Linked DNA regions of Mus musculus: all the other regions are linked to region 3. Evidence: chromatin contacts called from public promoter capture Hi-C data. All regions are on one chromosome and are shown on one strand. The core of a region is the stretch at or near the end of the contact, and the rest is flanking DNA. Distances in the headings are between cores, read along the strand shown. Region 1 holds the start of Mapk1ip1l (mitogen-activated protein kinase 1 interacting protein 1-like). Region 2 holds the start of Socs4 (suppressor of cytokine signaling 4). Region 3 holds the start of Hnrnpc (heterogeneous nuclear ribonucleoprotein C).

Evidence for each region. Promoter capture Hi-C pulls out the DNA fragments that hold promoters and counts their contacts.
Region 1: a contact with region 3 is called in a promoter capture Hi-C map of pre-B cells, with 3 times the contacts expected there. The contact joins the promoter of Mapk1ip1l here to the promoter of Hnrnpc in region 3. A contact is called at or near these places in 3 of 39 promoter capture datasets (cranial neural crest, liver and pre-B cells).
Region 2: a promoter capture Hi-C map of pre-B cells shows a contact between it and region 3. The contact joins the promoter of Socs4 here to the promoter of Hnrnpc in region 3. A contact is called at or near these places in 2 of 39 promoter capture datasets (pre-B cells and second pharyngeal arch cranial neural crest).

Annotation. Positions count from the first base shown.
Region 1 is chr14:47,296,097-47,300,907 of GRCm38.p6, forward strand. It overlaps Mapk1ip1l (mitogen-activated protein kinase 1 interacting protein 1-like), which reads left to right and starts at 2,178. Exons shown (of 4, transcript NM_178684.6): 1 at 2,178-2,309. It overlaps Gm35078, which reads left to right and starts at 446. Exons shown (of 2, transcript XM_006519856.4): 1 at 446-527; 2 at 1,887-2,309. The coding sequence starts at 514. The coding sequence ends at 2,292. It overlaps Socs4 (suppressor of cytokine signaling 4), which reads left to right. Exons shown (of 2, transcript NM_080843.3): 2 at 1-6.
Region 2 is chr14:47,274,645-47,279,137 of GRCm38.p6, forward strand. It overlaps Socs4 (suppressor of cytokine signaling 4), which reads left to right and starts at 2,276. Exons shown (of 2, transcript NM_080843.3): 1 at 2,276-2,577. It overlaps Wdhd1 (WD repeat and HMG-box DNA binding protein 1), which reads right to left and starts at 2,213. Exons shown (of 25, transcript NM_001360532.1): 1 at 1,877-2,213; 2 at 100-211. The coding sequence starts at 1,953.
Region 3 is chr14:52,102,454-52,106,970 of GRCm38.p6, forward strand. Hnrnpc (heterogeneous nuclear ribonucleoprotein C) reads right to left here and starts at 1,568. Exons shown (of 9, transcript NM_001170981.2): 1 at 1,436-1,568. It also overlaps a transcript of Rpgrip1 not described here.

The sequences.
Region 1 (4,811 bases), core at 928-3,427, 4.8 Mb before region 3:
CCAAAAGCTTTGTCGTTTTTAAAGATTTGTGTGCATGTGTTAAATTCAGGAGCATACCATGATACACTTTCGAAAGCCAAAGGACAACTTTTTGAGGGCTAATTGTCTTGTGGCTTGACTTTGAGGCTTAGCCTCTCAGCCTCCAGCTGTAGGCATGCTGAAGTTCCAGCTGCTAGCCACAGTGCCTAGGTTTTCACATGGTTTTCAGTGAGCAAACTCAGGGAGTGAGGAGTTTTTGGCAAGGACCTTTACCTGCTAATCCAAAACCTTGGCCCCAGCCTTGTGGTTGTGTTTTTCATTCTTAGTATTGGGAGCTGGAGGGTGGGGGAGGATGGGAATTAGCAGGTGTGAGGTCAAAGGACAAAGTGTGGAGTTACTTATCTTTTACCTTCATTCTAAGGGTCAAACTCCGATTGTCAAACTTGTACAGCAGGCACTTTAACCTGCTGAGACGTGATTCCAGCCAGTGGTTTGGTTTTTTAAGCTTTCCTACCTTGGAATGAAAGTGAGGACATGACCACTTTTTGGTATGGTTGAGAAGAGAGGTTTTACTGTAGATATGAGGGAGAGAACAGCCAGTGGCAACTGGAAGAGTCAGACTGAACAGGGTCGTGGCGGGTGGGGAATAAGGGTGGGGTGGGGTGGGGTGGGGTAGGGTGGGGGGGTTGGAGATAAAGAGACCTGACAAGAGAAACCAGATTAGGAGAACACTCAGTGGAAATGAAGTCATAGAGGTTAGAGGTTAGATAGGTTTACTGTAGCGGGTGGGGTGAGAAGTGCTGGGGAGGCCACTTACTTGTCTAGGGTTTCTTTGGGACCTGACATACATCAGAAGTCTGGGAAGGAAAAAAAAAAATGAAAAAAATTTTTTTGTTTTGTTTGTTTTCGAGACAGGGTTTCTCTGTGTATCCCTGGCTGTCCTGGAACTCACTTTGTAGACCAAGCTGGCCTCAAACTCAGAAATCTGTCTGCCTCTGCCTCTCAAGTGCTGGGATTAAAGGTGTGCGCCACCACGACCGGCTGAAAATCTGTATGTAGATTTAGATTTTGCTTTCTGGTATGTCAGTTTTGAGTCTCCCAGAAACAGAGGCCAGTCTCAAAAACCCAACACCTCTCATCTTACAGCAGTGGCTTATCAACCTTCCTAATACTGTGACTCTTTAATACCATTCCTCATGTTGTGGTAACCCCCAACCAGAAAATTAGTTCATGGCTACTTCATAACTGTATTTTTGCTACTGTTATAAATAATGTAAATATCTGATATTCGACCCCTATGAAAGAGTCGACGCCCAAAGGGTTCATAAACCACAGGTTGAGGCCACTATTCTTAATTTAAAACTTAAAGGGAATCAGAGATAGCTTATTCTGGACCCATTTTTGAATGATGATGGCACCAAAACACAAATTTAGGTTACCTCAAATTCCATGTCCCAACATGGAACCAGTATCACGAGGTTTTTAGTTTTACAGAACAGAGAACGCTATAAATCAAGGCAAAGTTTAAAACACACTGGTGGATGGATACATTGGAGGGTACATCAAGATAGAGGAAGCTTTTCTATACATCTAAGACATTATCCGATGACATTCTTAGCTTTTGGATTGGCAGAGGCTAGTTGCCTGTTAATAGACCTAAAAGGTTTTTAATCTTATTGCCACAAGATATTAGTTTTGACACAGAGGTGGCTATTCTGGAGGGCTAGCACTAGCCCAAGATAAGGTAATTAGCCCCTGGACCTGCAACATTCCAATCTTTCCACAGTACTGAAATTCCAACTTATACAACTCAGTCTCTGCAGACATATGCTTTTAAAAGTTTTCATTCGCAAGACCTTTAGAAAGACTTCCCTTTTCCCTCATCTCTTTACCCTCGATTTTAACAGGACTACTGACAGCCAGCTTGGAGCCTGTCTACAAAAACCTCTAAACACAGAGAATCCAAACTCCGCTTTCAGTCCCTGGGTTGCGGTGAGCATCACCGGCCAGGGGGTTTCCTTTGGGTCTTTTGGACTCAGGAAGCAGGGAAACCTTCCCGCGCTCCACCCAGAGGGAAACAGCCCAGGCTCCCGGAGCCACGCGGCCCTGCCTGCAGTTTCGTGGGCGGCCGGCTGGAGGCGCAGTGCAAGCTGGGCGGGGCGGGCGGAAATAACGGGCGGCCAGGTCGGCCTCCCCGCTTCCTTTTCCGGTGCCAGGAGGAGCCGTGTCGCTGTCGTCTCGGTCCATCAGGCCTTCAGCGGGTCTCCATTGCCCGTCTCTCTGGACTCACCGCCGCCACTGTGCCGCGCCTAGGACTCGGATCCTGCCGGGTGAGTCCGCTTGGGCGCCTGCGGCGGGGCGCGAGGCTGGCGGGAGACGATGCGAAGACGCGGGGTCCCGGGGGGCCTGGCGGCTCTAGAGCTTTCGATGGGGAGGGTCCCCCGGGAACCAGGCGACCGAGGGATCTAATGTCGCGCCCGTCGGGTTCCGGGGCGCCCACGTCATGCCAGGCTTGGGCGGGGGCGGGCGGGGGGTGAGGGGTTAGGCGGGAGCGGGCGACCCTCCCCCACATCCGCCTGCGTGACCGGCTGGGGGCTGGTTCGCTCCGGTTGATCCCGGATTCCCTTTGTTCCCTTAACCCTAAAGGGCAGCTTGTTTGTCCCCCACACCCCCCCCCCGTCCCCTTGCCCCTCCACCGGTATCCCAGCCACTAATTTCTAATAAAAACGACAGTGGAGGAGACCCGAATCCTTACAGCAAGGTCTGGCGCCTGATAATTCTGTGTGACAAGCTTCTCGCTGATCGTAATTACCCATTCTTTAAATGACTACGGGGGACAGAAGGTGCCATGGGCTGAGTGAGTGACGTTCTCCTTTGAGCTAGCTAGAACGCTTGAACCATTTTTTTTCCTCCCTGCCATGAAAACTGAAAGTAATGTTTTCACGAATCCTAAAGTTGAAGTATCTAAACCAGACCCCACCGTAGATGTGTAACAGCCTACTACAGAAACACACACGTGTTGCCCCCTCCCCCATGTGCGAAAGGCCTGTTTGGAGGCCAAACCCTCAGAAGCTGGAGTCGCCCTCGGAAGTCTTTGTTAGTGGCGCTCCTTGGGTGGGGAGGAGGGCAGTTTTTAGTCGTGGAGTATTGGAGCCACTCTCTAGAACACTTCCCTTCAAAAACTTTTTCCTGCAGCTGCCGAGGTTGGAATGTTCTTTTTGATTACAGAAGGAATCGGTGTCATCTTCATTCTCCCTACAGAGGTTGAGCGTTGGGCTCAGGAACCTTAGGAATTCAGCAATCTTGAGATTCTGTGACTGTTAACTATAGAGGAGCCCTAGACTCGGGGACTGTTAATTAGTAATATTTGCACAGGGTGAGCCTGTAGATAAGTGCTAGCCCGGCTTGCTACAAGGTCCTAAATTCAAGTCCCAAAACTTTAGGGAAGGAAAGAAAAAAATTCAGCAGTTGTAACTATTCAGACTATAGCGGGGAGTGGGTGGAAAATGAAATGGATAAATAATGTCGGGTCAGCTTTTGCCACCAAATAAGTTTGTGCAGTACTTAGGAAATTGCTTTTTTTTTTTTAGTTGCTCTCTGCTTTGAAAATAGACAAAGGTTTGTGGCCATATTGTATCGGTTGTAAAAGCTAACATTTGTTGAGTTTTTTGCTCAGTGCCAGGCAGTGACTTAAGAGATTTATTTACAGATTAGTATAATAAGCCTCAGCAAATCTCTGGAAAATACCCATTTACTGCCATGTATGGGACTCAGAGAACTGGATTTGACCATAGGCCAGGCAGGCAGTCTACTCTGGTGGCTTTTTTGTTCTGTGTTTAAGTGAGAAGGAGAAGATGGGGCTGCAGTGTGGAGAGAGATGGCTCAGGTTGAACACATGCACTATTCTCGCAGGGGACTGGAGTTCTGTCCCAGCATTCACAGCCACGTATAACTCCAGGACATTAAGCACTTCTAGCCTTCTGGGGAACCTCCATGGAAGTGAACAACCCCGTGTATAGTTTTTAAAATGTTAAGAATGGCAGGAAGAGAGAATTGGACATTTGTTGCTATTTTCCAGTTTTAGTCACTGGGTCAGATGAAGTCCTGTTTAGTTCCTGTATAGCATGACAGCCCATTCTAACTTCATGAAGAAACTGAGGTTGACTCAGTCAAGTAAGCTGTAAAGCTATTTAGCACTCTTGTCCAAAACCCTCTGCTAAAACGTCTTACTGCTTTCTGGTATTCCAGCCAATTTGAACTGCATCTGCTTTCCCCCAGACTGGTCTTCCTCTGGTTTTATACAAACTGTTCTTACCCCGGAGCCTGTCTTTAACCTAATACTCTAGCTTTTATTCCAGACTGCAGAGATACCACTTCTCAGGAATGTCTATGCCATGCCACTAATTACTCTAAAGCTTGGGTTCCAATTAATAGGAATACATTATAAGAGCTCCTACTATGATGTTCAAAACATTCCAAGCTTTTTTACTTACCCAGTTATAAAATGGAATATAATCTGATAAATTACCCAGTACTGATCCAGAATCTGCTTTCAATATAATATATACTAATGTAATGCCCAAAATTAACCTGTAAGCCTCACCCTTCCAAGAACCAGGTAACTTCCAGAATGCTAAGAGTTGTAGTTCTTGGAAAACAATAAAATCTTGTGGGAAAGTATGGGGGCCAGTGAGTTTTGTCCAGAAAAGCCCCTCCAACATGTGTTTCCAGGCCACCCAGCTGGAGGTGCCAGTTAGTGGTCCTGGCCAAAGTCCATCTCTTGGTCAGTATTTAATATCTAATAAAGCTTCCTTCAAATTTGGCCCAAAATG
Region 2 (4,493 bases), core at 1,026-3,525, 4.8 Mb before region 3:
TGTAGTGCAGCAAGGAGAAATTTATATTTTATATAATTTTTCCACCTAAGCATAAAAGACACATGCCCATCATTTCTTCACAGCAACTGAAATAAGTACCTTCAAAGCACATGAAAATGCCTTTTCTCCAACATTAACGGACTTAGGGTCATCGTCGTCCAAGTCTTCCCACATCCTCACATCACCATCACTGCCACAAGTCACAATATAGCTGTGAAGGACATACACATTTTAAATGTCACCCAGTTCCAGGAACTCTTCAGGAAATGCTACTTTTCTATATTTTCAAACAAAAATCAAGACATTAGTGAATTCTTTTCCATATAAACATCAATAGCAGACTCTTAGCTTCCATTCTATAAAACGGAGATGAGTTTAATGTTCTCTGCGGCTCTTCCTTGGCATAAAATTATTTCTTGGTAATAACGTGAGAGAAAGACGAGCACATGATTTCTGCAACAGCAAGGACTGTGTCTGCTCAGCCACCATCACATCCCCAGTACCAGCTCGGGACACACAGAGACTATAACCAATGTCTGAATATATGAGCTCAACGAGTACCCCAAAAATTATTAAAATAGCCATGTGAATAGGTTATTGCTTGTTTTTCAAACTTCTCATCGCCTAAGTGCTTTTGTTCATTCTGTTTATGTCCTATCTGGACACATAAAAGTGCAAATTAAATAAAAACAGTAGAGGGCTAATGGCAAAAAAAAAAAAAAGATAAAAAAAGGAAGGAAAGAAAAGGAAGGGAAGGAGAGAGGGAAGGAAGGAATATGAATAAAATAAATGTTTAGAAGAAAAAAAAGATTAACTCCCAAATTGGAAAACCCAAAGGGGGTCATAGGAAAGTGTTCATCAGTGTAGTAGCCCTGCCTGTAATCTCCGTGCTTGCCAGGCAGAGGCAGCCTCAGCTACACGTTAAGTTGGAGACCAGCCTGTGCTTTAGGAGGCCCTCACTAGGACACCAGCTTCTAGGCAAGAATGGTCCACTTGAGTGGGCATGCGTGACATGGCTGCTATAGGGGTAACCAAGTGCTTTTTGGATTTAAGGTCTATTCCACAAAGGGGAACCCATTCTTGGTAGGTAAACCCTTTCAAAAGCCCATAGCAAGGGGAGGTCTCAGGCCCTAGGGGGTACACTACTGCATAGCTAAATTGCATAACCTCAAACTGCTGTCTAAATATTTATGTACATTTCAAATGCTACCCTCAGCCTTTATTAGGGAAGCCTCAGCCGGCCTGGAGCACGCCTTTAATCCCAGCACTTGGGAGGCAGAGGCAGGCGAATTTCTGAGTTCGAGGCCAGCCTGGTCTACAGAGTGAGTTCCAGGACAGCCAGAGCTATACAGAGAAACTCTGTCTCGAAAAACCAAAAAAAAAAAAAAGAAAGAAAGAAAGAATTAGAGAAGCCTCTATTTCCAGTAAATGGTGGTGATTGTAGAGCCTCATGACCGCACAAGGTGCTGACAAGAAGCGACTTCTCAGTATTGAGCCCTAAACTAGACATTTACATTATGTCCTCTAGTACACAGGGGACACTGTGAAAGAGGAAGCTGCAAAATTCCATCTCCTGGGCACGACAGTCATTGCAATTTACAGCAACTGCTGATGCTTAACTGTCTCATAAAATAAACATGACACCGAATGAGGACGTGAGTGGCGGGAAGGCACTCCTCTGGGTAAAGGATTTTAATTTTCGTGAGGTCCTAGAAGTGCCACGACAGTTCAAAGCAAACAAGCCTCAGGGCAGAGGCGCTCCTTGTTTATTCCTTCCTCTGTCCCTCCGCATCGGTCATCTTCGACCGGCTGTCCATACCGAGAATGACGGCTAACATTCACGCTGGACCCGTCCTTTGTTTCCAAAGACGCTTACCTTCCAGAATCATCAAAGCAGACTTCGGTGTGCCCTTCCGTATGTCCGTACCTCATGGGCTTCTGTGTGGCCGGCATCTTTCCCTACCTGAGCCGTTTTGTAAGAACTGGTATTTTTTTCAGTAGGGCGATCGTCCTCTCCGCGCCGTGCAGTCCTGTTTCCCTCACCCGAGGAGCCACAGCACGATGCAGCGGAAGGTATGTCACACACGCCCGGGAGATGACAAGCTTTCCCCTCTGCAAGCACGGGCAGCGGGGGCGAGGAGCAAGCGGTGTGCACCAGCGTCTGCTCTGATGGAAGCACGGAGCCGCTTCCCGCGCTCTGGCGCGCTCGCCCTGTGCGCATGCGCGGCCCGCCGCCGCCCAGCCCAGGTCCGGCCCGAGGTCGCCGGGTGGTGGCGTCAGAAGCGCGCCGCCTCGAAGCCGAGAGCTGGTGGCTGGGGCCGCTCTGAAAGAAAAGGTGGGAGCCGAACCCGGAAGTGGCGGCGGTCCCTGGAGAGCAGGCGGAGGCAGCGGCAAGTCTGACTCTGGGCTGACCGTGGAGCCGGGGCGGGGGCTGACAGCCAGGCCTCCGCCTGGCGGGAGCCGCACGAGGAGCGGGAGTGGCCGGGCCTCTCTTCCGCGCTTGAGCGAGCGCCGGGTGATGGCGGTGGTGATGGCGGCAGGCGCTCGGACAGCTCCGCTTGAGCTGAGCTCGGAGAGGTGAGAGGGGGAAGGGTGGCGGCGAGGGCTGGGGTTTGACGCCTGCCCTTTCAGGATCTCCTCCCGAGCCACCGTAGTCGCCTCCTTGAACCGATCGAGCTCCTCGGGACCGGGTTAGGGACAGACCTTGGCAAGCCTTTATTCTTCACGCCCTTCGTGCCCTCAACTTTGTCATTTCTGTGGTAATAAAGGATGGACTGATTCTTGTTTCTTGCGACTCTAGCTAAATAATGCTAAAGAGAGTTAACTTGGGTTTTCTATTTAGTTCCGACCAAAGTTTACCAAACTGCTTTTAGATCTAAAAGGAGAGGTCTAATTTGTATTGTTACAGGTTTCTGTTCATCGTGGCAGTCGATAACACATCCTCTACTAAGTCAGGTCTTGGCCCGTTAAGTTTATGCTTTTCTTGTTTCTTCACGTTCTCCATATTAATAAATTGGTCTGTTGAAAATTATGATTTTCGGTGATAATTGGGGCTTTGACGGCGTTTTTGTGGTACCCACTGTACAGTTTCAGTCAGACTTATTTTTATTACCGGAAAACTCTACAGAGGTAGATCTAGATAACTTATTAAAAAAATTGCAAGCTTAGTTATTACTCAAACCGTGGTATTCTTGCTATGGTGGCATTTTGTAAGGCATTTCTAAGAACCTGGGTTCCAAAAAGACACTCAGATTTGTATATGAATAAAAAGGAAGAGTAGTTGGCTCAAGTAGAATCTGAGATTCTTTTTTAAAAAACAAAACAAAACCCTATTGTTAATTTCCCACAAGAATAAAGGCACCTGAGACAATGACTTTTGAGTAACTTACTTTTATTTTGAAATTATTGTTTTTAGACAGGCCAATTTATAATTCTTTTGCCCAGTACCTGGACAATAAAAATGAGTAGGTACAGTGTGAGGTTCAAGTTGAGCTGATGATACTCATCTATATATTGAATATATTGTAATGGGATTTCAGAGTAATGCTTTTCAGAGCTCACCATTCAGAAACTTGCAAGTGGGAACAAGAGTTATTGATGTAAATACTTTAGACAGTGCCTGTGATACCATTTGATTTTAGAACTATGAATGATGTCAGCACACCTGCCCGCTCTCTCTGCCCTAACAACCAAGTCAGTATTGACAGGTTAAGATAATATTTCCTTTGCTGATTTCCCAGGTATGAATAAGCTTAAGCCTGATGATTAAACAGTTTCGTTTTTAATTTTAACTCTAACCTGTTGTATGACCTTGAGTGTGAGTGTGTGTCTTTATTTTCCTGATTGTCAGATTTCTCACCTCTAAAGTAGAGGTGATACTTAGTTCCACCAAATTATTGAAGTACATAGAAGATACTCGTGGAAGTCTAAAACTATTAAGGCCTCATGTTACTAGTTAGGCACTAAGGTATATAGTAGTTTTGCTTAAAGTGGGGTTAGCCTATAAAACCTTCAAATGCTAAATGCATCCAAAACTGTGACTGCTGCCTTCATCAAGTTTATGAGCATGTTCTGGGCAATAGATTTTAAGTAGTATGTACAGGCTAATAAAGTAATGGAATTTGTATAACTAAAGTACTGCATTTGCAAAATTGTCAGTTTATATATAATAACGTAACATTTGAAAAAATCAGTGTGCTTGTAATTCTCATATGGGTACCAAAATTTCCCAAATGAATTATTTATTACCAGTGCATATCTCATTGGTGTGGGTATCTGAATGAGTTAACTAAAAATAATACCAAGATCAGAGATTCAATTTCACTGAAGTTTAGTTTGCACTGTGTGACCATTTTAATACCTTGAAGTTCACAAAATAGTGTTGGTCTCAAGGATAATAGGTTGAGAAAACATAGATATATTACCATTCTGTCAAAGATAGATATTACATATAAATAATGTTATATGATCCTACACAGTTATCTAAGAGACTA
Region 3 (4,517 bases), core at 318-2,817:
TTTATAGTACGTTTACCTAATAAAATAACTCCCAATTAAATATGATACAAAAACCCCATACTCTTAGTACCAGGGATTGAATCCAGGTCTTCCTGAATACTAAGCACTAACACTAGGCTACATTAAAAAGAACTCAACACCTAGCCGGGCGTGGTGGCGCACGCCTTTAATCCCAGCACTCGGGAGGCAGAGGCAGGCGGATTTCTGAGTTCGAGGCCAGCCTGGTCTACAAAGTGAGTTCCAGGACAGCCAGGGCTATACAGAGAAACCCTGTCTTGAAAAACCAAAAAAAAAAAAAAAAAAAAAAAAAAAAAGAACTCAACACCTACAAGAGAGAAACTAATTTGTTTTTAAGCACGGTTTTACTATGTAGTCCTGGGCTGCCTTGCAATGGGTAAGGGGTCCTGTCTCAGAGCCTCCACAATACAAAGATTACTGGCCTGCACTATCATACATAGCTATAAACTGCCTTTTTGAGTTTTAGAGGGATAGGACTAGTACTGAGGTAGCTGTAAACCCTTGCTGTGCCTTTTAATTATTGTTCCCAAGTCCAGCTTGAAATTTTTCTGCTAACATCCGTGTCAGGTCCCCTCCCCCCAAAAATAAGCCTTTCCCCCTATTTATTTATTTACGAAACAGAGTTTCTCTGTGTATCCTGGGCAGTCCTAGAACTCAAAGAGATCTGCCTGTCTCTGCCTCCCAAGTGCTGGGATTAAAGGCGCGCACCACCTAGAAACTCAGTGAAAATACTTGACCTGTCTAGTACGATCCTGTCAACCGCTTCTAAGGCTCAATTCTCTCTATGACAGTAGTACCTACCTCAAGTTCCACTAACTTATGATTTGTAACCTGCAGATAAAATGTGAGCTGTAATTATTCCAATTAAAATTAATCTTCCGCACTTCCCTTTACAAACACAAGCACTCCGACTTTTAACCATTTTACCCCTAGAGGAAAAAAGTAATGATTACTCAACCTATTGTTAAAACGCCGTTCAGATGCCATGTAGCCAGCCTGGAATTTAGAAGCTTCCAGTCCGACACCACCATGTTATCGCTCCCCTACCCCCACCCAGCGTCTATCTTCGGAAGTGATAACGGAATCCGTAAGATATCCCCGACAATTACATCAACAAGCATTTCGTTCTTCGCTTTCTTGGTCCCCCCTTGGAATCCCTGATGGGCAAAGAAAATCAAAGTAGCCGTTAAACCCGAGCGCGCAGACAGGGTATTTTCGTACGCACCGTGGCCTGGAGGTCACTAGGTTGACTCCGCGCCAAGGCCGAGGCCCTGTTGCCTCCCGCATGAGACCCAAGTCCCCACCGCACGGGAACAAACGCGGCCTCGGCTTCTGCCGCGAGGCCGGTTTCCCCCTTACACACGCTGGCGGGGCCCAGCAGCCCAGGGCCTCCCCTGCACTCGCCCCCTTCGCTTACCAAAAGGAAGGAGAGAGAGAAGAGACCGCCTCTCCTACTGCGAGTCTACGCCGAGACGCCGGAGCTACAACAGCGAAGAACCACACGACCGTTCGCTCTCCGTCTCCTCACAAAATGGCCCCCGAGCTCCTCTGCCGCCGAGGCGAAAGTCCAGCCCCCGCCTCGTTCCTGGAGGCGTTCCTATTGGCTGTGACTTTTCTCGCTCCCGCTCCTAATTAGCGAGCGCTACCGCTCCTCACAATTCCGTCCAATCATAATCCGAGGTGGGTTGGGCTAATTGCGAGAATTTCCACATGCGTAACAGAGGCTAGTTAGTAATTGGTTCAGCTTCATGCCACTTAGTGACTGACGGATGGTTATTGGTCAATGTACCAGACGGAAAGCTGGGTGGAATTTTCGCCTTTGTATCGCGCACAGCTTCTCATCCGGGTATCCGGCGGATCTGACTGACGGCCGCATCGTCCTATCAGTGCTTCTGAGAGCTCCCAGGTCCGGCCAGATCACCGCATTTCCGCGGCGCGGGGGTGGGAGAGCCTGGGTGGAGTCTGGTAGCGGGTGCAAACGGCCTGCCCTAGCCCCAGGCCTAGGAAAAGGGAAACGCAAACAAGCTTCTGAGAAGGGAGGAGAGTTATCTCTAGGCCGTCTACTAGCTCTGCAGTTATTATCAAATTCAGATCCCTTCTTTCTGCCAGATTCTATAAGCTGTTGGGAGGACATGGCCTTCTCAGTGAACAGCTCCCCCTCCAAACCAACTGGGTTCTGTAGTTCTCTCCTGCAGGAGCAATTACCCGACCTCCTATAAACCCGCTTCCTTGTCCCAAGTCGCCACACAGTCTGCAAACCCAATGGCCAGCCACCTCAATTTCCCACTTTCTAGAATAGACTACTTAATCCCCTCAGGTTTGGTCTGCCACTAAAGCTCTGGTTATACTGTAGGAACATTAAATACACTGAAATGTATATATAGCTTACGGAGAAAAGGAGATTGTATCCCAGAAAAATTTCCTGATTTTTTTTAATCTTTAGATCTTTAAACCTTTGCCTTTTTCTTTCTTTCCTTTTTTTTCTTTTTTTTTTTTTTTTAAGAAAAAGATTTATTTACTGTTTTTATATGAGTACACTGTAGCTGTCTTCAGACACACCAGAAGAGGGCATCCGATCCCACTACAGATGGTTGTGAGCCACCATGTGGTTACGATCAGGACCTTTGGAAGAGCAGTCAGTCCTCTTAACCTCTGAGCCATCTCTCCTGCCTAGCCTTTGTCATTTTCAAAAGATTTATTTTATGTAAACCAGTCCAACGAGTTTATGTGTTCCCAATTTTACATCTTATTTTTAAAAAGAAAAGTTTGGGCTAGGTAGTGTTTCAAGTGCAAGCCAGCCTGGTCAAGTTTCAGGACAGCTAGAGCTATAGAGTGAAACTCTATCTTGAAAAAACAATAAATATAAGTAGGTAGGTAGATTGACAGACAGACAGACAGACAGATAATTGGGGAGCCAGAAAGATGGCTTAGCAGTTAACAACAACTGCTGCTCTTCCAAAAGACAGAGGTTCAATTTACAGCACCCACAAAAGGGCTCATCGTATAACTCCAGTTCCTGGAGGTTCCAACACCCTCCTCTGGCCTCTGGGCACCAGGCACACACATCATACACAGGACTCTTTTTACAAATTAAACAAGACTCAGTGATCGGGAGCTTGCTTAACACACCCAAGGTCCTTAGTCCAATCCCCAGTACAACAAAGTAAGAGACAAATAGAGAAAGAGTGGAGATCTGTGTGTTGCTGTTAGGGAAAGCTTCTATTTCTCTCTCTCTCTCTCTCTCTCTCTCTCTCTCTCTCTCTCTCTCTCTCTCTCTCTCTCTCTCTCTCCCTCTCTCTCTCTCTCTCTCCCTCTCTCTCTCTCTCTCTCTCTCTCTCTCTCTCTCTCTCTTCCCCCTGAGACGAGACGGGGTTTCTCTCTGTGGCCTTGGCTGTCCTGGAACTCACTTTGTAGACCAGGCTGGCCTCGAACTCAGAAATCCACCTGCCTCTACCTCCTGAGTGCTAGGATTAAAGACGTGTGCCACTGCACCCGGCTTATTTTTCTCTTCTCTTTTCTTTTCTCTTCTTTTCCCAGACTGGGTTTCTCTGTGTAGCCCTCCTGACTGTCCCGGAACTCACTTTGTAGGCTGACCTTAAATTAGAGATCTGACTGCCTCTTAAGTACTGGGATCAAAGCTTTGAGCCACCGTGCCCAGCTCCTAGTTTACATTTAATTGTTTATTTTGGAAGGTACACTAGTAAACAAAAGAAAACCTGCGCTGATTGGTTCACCCTTTACAAGTGAGTCCTAAGGATTGAACTAGGGTCAGCAGGTTTGGCTGCAGGAACCTCTACCCACTGAGCCATCCCAGTGGCCCTAAATCTATTATCATCATTATTAGCATTTTTATTAAAGCAAAACACAAAGCTAGGTGTAGTGGCCCAGGTCTTTAATCCCAGCATTGGAGAAAGGGGCAGGCAGATCTTTGAGTTCAAGACCAGCCTTATCCAAGCTAGCCAAAGCTGTCAGAGAGTCAGACGACAAGACTGTTCAAACATGAGTTTAAGCCAGGACAAATTCTTTATTAGGCAGCTGGTGACTACACTGGGTGTTCAGAATTCCAGTGTGCCACTGAGCCCTTCTTGGGATGAGCTTTGTTACCGTTGTTTATTGCTTTTCCAAGACAGGGTTTCTCTGGGTAGCCCTGACTGTTTTGGAACTTGCTCTATAGCCAAGACTGGCCTCCAACTCACAGAGATCCAACTGTCTCTGTCTCCTATGGCTGGGATTAAAGGAGTACACAACCGCCTGCCTGCATGAAAAGGGAACCCAGTTAAGATTTGGTTAGGCTTGCTGGCCATTGAACTCCAGGATCCTTGTGTTTTTACTTCCCTGGTGTTAGAAACAAACAAGCAATAATCTCCGACGGAGCTCCTAAACCGAGGCGAAGCAGTTCTGTAAAGTAGTTTGCTTTGGTGGGGGAGGTGCGCCTGAATCCAAACCGGACTAGCAAGCAGGAAGTTCGCTTTGTTTTTATGCTATTTATTTGGCAGGGT